2 separate regions of the Gossypium hirsutum genome follow, and region 1 is linked to region 2. A link is a contact called in public Hi-C data. All regions are on one chromosome and are shown on one strand. Each heading gives the region's core, a stretch centred on a gene start, on an enhancer-like site or on the middle of the called end of the contact. The rest is flanking DNA. Distances are from core to core; before and after follow the strand shown. Region 1 has its middle 19 kb from the start of LOC121222539. Region 2 has its middle 2.9 kb from the start of LOC121222537.

Region 1 (3,613 bases), core at 310-2,809, 49 kb after region 2:
GATTGTACGGGGACAACCCTCTCATTTTAATTAGGGTAAATTATATAATATTATTAAATTATTAATAAATTTATGTTTTAATTACTCAATTTAAAAAAGTTACAAAAGTAATCATTAAATTATTCAAAAAAATTTATTTAAGTTATTGGGCTGATAAAATTAATGATATATGACATTTCCTGTTCGCACCGTCTTTACCAATCAAAAGCTCTTCTTCTATTTTTCTTCTATGATTAAGTTTTTTTTATGAAACAATTTTAAACGTCACGAATCTATAAAATAAAATCTAAAAAGTTTTCTTATCTAATTTCCGTCACTAACCATCAAATTGACTTGAATCTAAGGTATCTGTTCTTCTACTCATTAATAGGTACTAATCGGTAATATCAATAATTGAATTGTTATTTAAAACTTGTTAGTTAATTTTTTTTAAATTTAACAACTTATTAACTTAAATAAAAAATTTTAAATAATTTAATGACTATTCTATAATTTTTTTTTAAAATTGAGTGATTAAAACATAAATTTACTAATAATTTAATCACTTATTCATATAATAAATGAGGAAATGGTCCCTAGACAAAAGAGGAAATGAGAAAAGGTGGTCCCTAGACTTTCTCATCATGTTTTTCCTTGAAAAGCTTGAAATTTTTTTTCCTCAATAATTATTTATTGAATGTAAACTTAATTAGTTAAAATATTTTTAATCAAATTAAATACCTAATTTTATTTCGGTAACCAATATTAATCTCTACCATTACATCCGCTAAAACAAATCTTGCAATCAATTAAGAAACGACACAGCGGTGGAGCTAGCAACCTAAAATGGAAATTTTTTTTCATTTAGATTGTTTATAATTTATAAAATTTTAAATTAGTAATAATAAAATTATAATTTGATCTCCTAAAAATAATAAAAATTTAATTTAATCTTTAAAAATTATTAAGATATATATTATTAAAATGATAAAATTATATTTTTACTACAATTTAATTTCGGTCCCCAAAAAAATTTCTGACTCCGCCGATGCATATCATTAAAAAATCTAAATTACTAAATTGTAATTAATTTTAAATAAAGTATAAATATATATATATATATATATAAGAAAACCCTTTCCCTCCAGCTCCAAAAAAGGAAATATTTTTTCCTGACTGCTTTGTTGTCTTTTTGTTTTGTTTGAGTGGTGGGATGAATTGTCGGTTTCTTCACCATGTCCATATCTATATTTGTGTGGAAATCATTTCTAGCGTGCTAAAAATGAATGGTTCAGCAGGACAAATATCAGAAAAAGAACAAATCTCTCCATAGAAAAAGGTAGATATCATTCACTGATGAACATTATAGTGAATACAAGGAGAGAGGAGGAGGAGATTTTTATTTTATTTAATATTAATATATATTATTTATTTAATTATTGAAATAGTATATATATATATATTTTGAGATAATCAGCTGGATTTTATCCATTTATTCAAAAATAAAGTCCGGCTATACAGTCAAAGTGAGCCATCCCAATAGGCCCAATAACCCAGCAGAAAAAAGCTTGCTCTAGAAGCATCCAGGACGCCAACCCAGGAAATTAGTTCAGCACGATTCATTAATTAATCATTCCTTTTCTAGAGTTTTGAAAAGCCTTTCGTCTTCTTTCGCTCTTCTGTTCTCCAATCTCTCTCGCTCTCCCTAGATTACCTTATCGGAACAAAGAAATTTAGGTTTAGTGTGGATGGGCGGTGTGTTTAGCTCCGGTGAGATTAAAAACAACGGTAGCTGTGAGATTAGTTACTGTAGCAGTGAGATTAGAAACAGCGGTGGAGTGTGTGTTTGGATTCAAACGTAATTGTAGCGGTGATGTGAGAATAGAAAATGACTTTTAATGATATTAGATTATAATTGATATATATCAAAAGTTTTTTAAATTATTTTACTTTTATAAAATTATTAAAATATTTGAATTTATAAATTCATTTAATAAAATATTAAAATGTATCTTTTAATATTCTATTTATTATCCTATAATTTATCATATTTGTATTTATTTAAATAATAGTTATAACATTAAAATATTAAAATATCTTATTTTCACACCCATATGAAAAATAAAATGGTAAAAATATTACCCACTGACGTTTCTTTTTGTTTACTGGTGTTTTAACACTCCAGTCTAAAATTTTCTCACCAGTGTGTAGATTTTCACTGGCCAAATTTGAATGTTATCCAAACAGCTATACGTGGTGCGATTGCACCAAAATCAAGGGTAAACGTGCTGCACTGGTAGTAACTGGGCATCCAAAGGAGCCCTTAGTCTGACAACACCGCCACTCGTCGGTCTCTTTTCACCGCCTCTTCTGCATATCCAGGTACCCCATTTCTCATAAATCTTTGTTCCCCATTCTTGAAACCTTTTGTAGCTAACAAATGAGCGACTTAGTTCATCAATCGGTGGCCATACTTGAACATACAGGTTTGGAAACCTTTGCTTAGACACTGACCATCTTTAATGTATTCATAAATTTCCGATTTATCCTCCCCTCCCTTTTGCAGTTTTTTGACAACTAAAAGAGTTTCTCCTTCAACCTCCACAGCCGTGAACTCTAAATCTAAATCCAAACCCAGTTAAAGTCCCTGAATACATGCAAGAGCCTCCGCCACAAATATTGTAGCTGCGTTTTCGTTTAACACAATCATTGTCTAAATTTTAAGTCTGAGTAAAGGTTTGAATAGTTTTATAGACGTTACTTTATATATTTTCATAAATTATATAACAAAAGTAAGTAAAATAAAACAAGAAGTAAATAATTTAAGAGATCTTACAAAATTAGATTTGAACAAAAAATTTAAAAAAATATTATCTAATGTTAATAAAAAATTAAAACAATTTTTTATTGATAAAAATATAGAACAAGAGGTAAATTTAACTTTTATATAATAAAAATAGTAATATAATATTAACTTTGTCTGAAAAAAAAACTTTTTCAGAAACATTATTTTCTACTAATAAAAGAAATAAAATATAAAAGAAATAAAAAAACTTGAAAAACAGAAAAGAAAATATAATTATCAACAAAAATATAATTTTTAATCCTATAAACAACTTATAGAACATTGGAAGTATAAATTTACTAAGAGTTCCGATAAAAATGAAAGAGTTTAATATTTAAAACTAATAAAATGACTTTATGAAAAACATAAAGATTCATTTACTTTATTTAACTATCATTATATGTTAAACTATTACACTACAGACAATAGTAATTCTAGTGATTTTGATAATTCTATAAATCTAAAAGACCTAAAAGTTACAAGTTATGAATCTGATGAAGAAAATACTTCAACAGATGAAGAAGAAAATATAGAAATACTAGAACCTATGGATACTGATCAAACATATCCTTATGGAAAAAGAAAAATAGAGTCAGATCTTCAAAATGATGATTATTTAAGATCTTTTAATAAAGATTTTGAAAAAAGTTGAAAATACAACTAGAATTTTTTATAATAAAACAGAAAATATAGCTACAATTGAAATAAAAATTGAAAATCTAGGAGAATCATCTACTCAACCAGTTTCACATTGAATAGAAGAGTTAAATAAAAGAAATGTTGCTGAAG
Region 2 (3,414 bases), core at 498-2,997:
TGAGCCATTTGTGAAAATTTTATAGAATAATTATAGCATATATAAGGGGATTTCTTAACTAATGAAAATGTAAAAGATCTCCCCCAATGGATAGAAACTTAAATTACAAGAAAGGAGGATGACTTGGTAGGCTAAACATAGCAAATAAAACTATATTTAGAAATTGTAGGGTCATGAAGGGGATAATTATTATTCAATTCAAGCCCATTTAGAATTCCTATATTGTCTATTTCTAGGCCTATGTTAATTTGTCTCTTTTTTTTTCTTGCATAAAATGGGCTTAATTTTCAAGCCCATTGTATGTGATTATTGAAAGTACACATTTTCAATATATTTTAAGCAATGTTTAAATAAGGAAACCATAACTCTTTCTAGAATGATGGGTACACATGAACTACTAATTTTTCACTTATAATTTGGTTGTAATAAAGATATAGGAATACTTTTTTTTTGTTTTATATTTTTTATATTCAGGGTTTAGTATTTTTGGACAAAAAAAACTTTAGGTTGATAGTATGCATACTCACCCACATTTATCAGCCATTGAGATTTTGATTAAATTTAAAAAAGTATATTTAAGGGTTTTATGTTTTGGGGTTTAGGATTTATAAGGTCTATGATAATGATGTTTGAATTGAATTAGATTGATTATTCAAATCGAGAATCAATCGGAGTATTAATTTAGAGAAAGTCATAAGATTTATTGACTTAGGAACCGGTATGGACCCATTGAACCAGGTAAAAAATGATTGAATCAGATTTTTTTTATTTTTAATAATTTTTTATTTTAAATATTTTAATGATTTATTTAATCAAACCGGCTAGACCGGTTGGACCAAAGAATCGGTAGCCTAACCAATTCAATCACCAATCTAGTTTTAAAAATTTTGATTTAGAGTTTGAAATTATTAAACAAAATTTAGGGTTTTTGGAATTTTCTAAAAGCATTAAATTAATTTTTAAAAATTTATTATTATGATGGATGACTCAAATTTGTCTGTACACTTTTGAATTGTGAGTTCAAGTTCTGCACTTTTGTTTTTAAAGATTTAGTGATTATGATTTAAAATTTTAGAGTTTAAGATACAAATTTTAAAATTTAGTTTAGGGTTTTATTCTTTAAACATATATAATTTATTTAATTTTACAAGTCATTAAATTGTTATATGAAAATGTGTGGTTTATAATAGGATTAGGGTTTAAGGTTTAATAAGATTTATAATATAATTATAGTAATATTTATGATATATTAGAGATTACAATATCATATTCTTAATTTGCTTCTTCTATAAAACTATCACAATACTTCATAATGTTTTTAGTAAGATGTAAGTTATAATGGGTAAATCATGTATTTTGTATTATTGCAACTTACCTTTTATTAAATTTAGCAACTTTGTTCGAAAACTATATTATTAAAAGTATTCATATATAAATTATAAAATGAACATGAAAGATATAAAAACACATAACATCTTTGTTTAACAACATATAAATATAAGGGAAATAATGCACATATTTATTGAATTGCAATTGATAATGGTGAGGTGTGGGTGAAAATGGTGATTGAGATTGGTTGAAGTTGTAGCTGTCTTGTTTTTGTGCATGAGGTGTGGAATAATAATGAAGTTAAAAGGTTTTTTTTTGTTTGTTTGTTTTTGTTCTTTTTATAAAAGGCTTTCTCGAGTCAACGATGATTTATGCTCTCTCAAGTCTAAGGTGACTCAATCAACTCTTTTTGTCTACACTTGACCAAATGGATTGAACATCTTCTATATCCTTAAAGTAGCGTAAGGAATAAGATCATCGACGGGGATTACAACGCACTAGTTTGCCTTTTTTTCATCTTGGTGGCTGACATTTGATAATGAAACTTGACACCCATGTAAGAACTTATATTCGTGTAGGTGATGTTCTCTTTAACGTTTTATATTGGTTCAAGCATTTTTCTCATTATGGCTTGCCATTTGTCAAGTTTTATTACGATTTCTTTTATTTGTATCGTTTATGCTTTATTTCTTATATACCGAAACTTTATGCTATTGTCCTTGTAATAGTTTTACAAGGTTAAAATATATTGTAGGTTCCTGCAGTCTTCACAAATTTGGAATTTAGCCCCTAAACTCTATAGATTTCAAATTTCAAATTCAATTGTTAACACTGCTTTTTTGTTAAATTTTTTGGGGTGAAATTTTGAAATGAAAAAAATATACTCACTTAATAACAATGTAACTGGAAAAAAAATGTTGTTGTAGTGAACCTGAGTTTAACAAAATAACCTTAATAGTTGGACCTAAATTTGAAAAGTGGCGGGACTAAATTTCTAGAAATAAAAGTATAGGGACTAAATTCCAAATTTAGGAGGAGTATAGAGAATTATGGTATACTTTAACATTTTTACAAATATAAAAGTTTGTTGAATCGTTGTAGAAAAATAAAAGGCGTAATAATTTAAACTTTTTGAAAAAAGTTATTTTAGACATCCATTTAAATTTTTTATTTTTTTAGCCCTTAAATTTGCATTTTTTGTCCAATCACCCCAAAATAGATGAAAAGATAATGTTTTTAAACTTCATTGATGTGGATTGCTACGTAGATGACATGTTAGCATTTAATTCCTTTTTAAAAACTTAAAAATTAAAAAAAATTATTTTTAAAAATTTTAAATTATTAAAATATATCATATATATTTTTTAATATTTTTGAATTTTTAAAAAATTAATTAAATGTTGACATGTCATCCACTCAACAATCCACGTGTATGCCACATCAGGAAAGTTGCGACTTTCCCATCATTTTGGGAGTGATTTGACAAAAATGCAAGTTCAAAGATTAAAAGAGACGAAAAATGAAATTAAGGGCCAAAATGAATTGTTTTAAAAGTTGGAGGGCCAAGAAAATCGTTATACCAAATAAAATATAATTATTACTAGTATTTAAGTCAAACACTCCCCCCATTCCCTTGCTTAATAAATGCCATTAACACTCCCACCCACACGTGCACACATTACCACAGCTGTTTTTGTACCTGGCTTTTTAATTAGTAAAATAACTCTTATTTTTTATTAATAAAAAAATTTACTTAGTAAAAAATCGAAAAATTAATTAAGATTTTATGAAAAATGTATAACGATATTTTTAATTAATGAATACGAAATATAAATAATATAAGTGATTTTAAATAAGTTTGAGTTAACATTTATAAATATGGACGTGTGTAAATAAAACTTGATGTTTATATTTCGGTTGGGTCACCCAATTTCAATTTGATCCAATTTATGAACACTTTTTCTTCAATGTAATTATCGTTATTTATTTATTTATTTACAAAGGTGGATTTTTATTAGATCCTTAAATTTTTTTGAAAATTTTAATTAGACTCAAATTTTTTAAAATTTACTATTAAATCGTAGA

What was found. A called contact is a pair of places that touch in the nucleus more often than the background predicts.
Region 1: a contact with region 2 is called in a Hi-C map of leaf, with 2.1 times the contacts expected there. The contact joins two enhancer-like sites. A contact is called at or near these places in 18 of 34 Hi-C or Micro-C datasets (anther, callus, hypocotyl and 4 more).

Annotation. Positions count from the first base shown.
Region 1 is chrD10:61,377,097-61,380,709 of Gossypium_hirsutum_v2.1, forward strand. No RefSeq gene overlaps it. Among protein-coding and RNA genes, the nearest start is that of LOC121222539, 19 kb to the left of the region's middle. Within about 2 kb of position 1,560, at least 7 of the 9 cell types and tissues checked have an H3K27ac peak or open chromatin away from gene starts, as enhancers often do. A contact at or near this core is called in leaf, where this site is marked.
Region 2 is chrD10:61,327,589-61,331,002 of Gossypium_hirsutum_v2.1, forward strand. No RefSeq gene overlaps it. Among protein-coding and RNA genes, the nearest start is that of LOC121222537, 2.9 kb to the left of the region's middle. Within about 2 kb of position 1,748, at least 2 of the 9 cell types and tissues checked have an H3K27ac peak or open chromatin away from gene starts, as enhancers often do. A contact at or near this core is called in leaf, where this site is marked.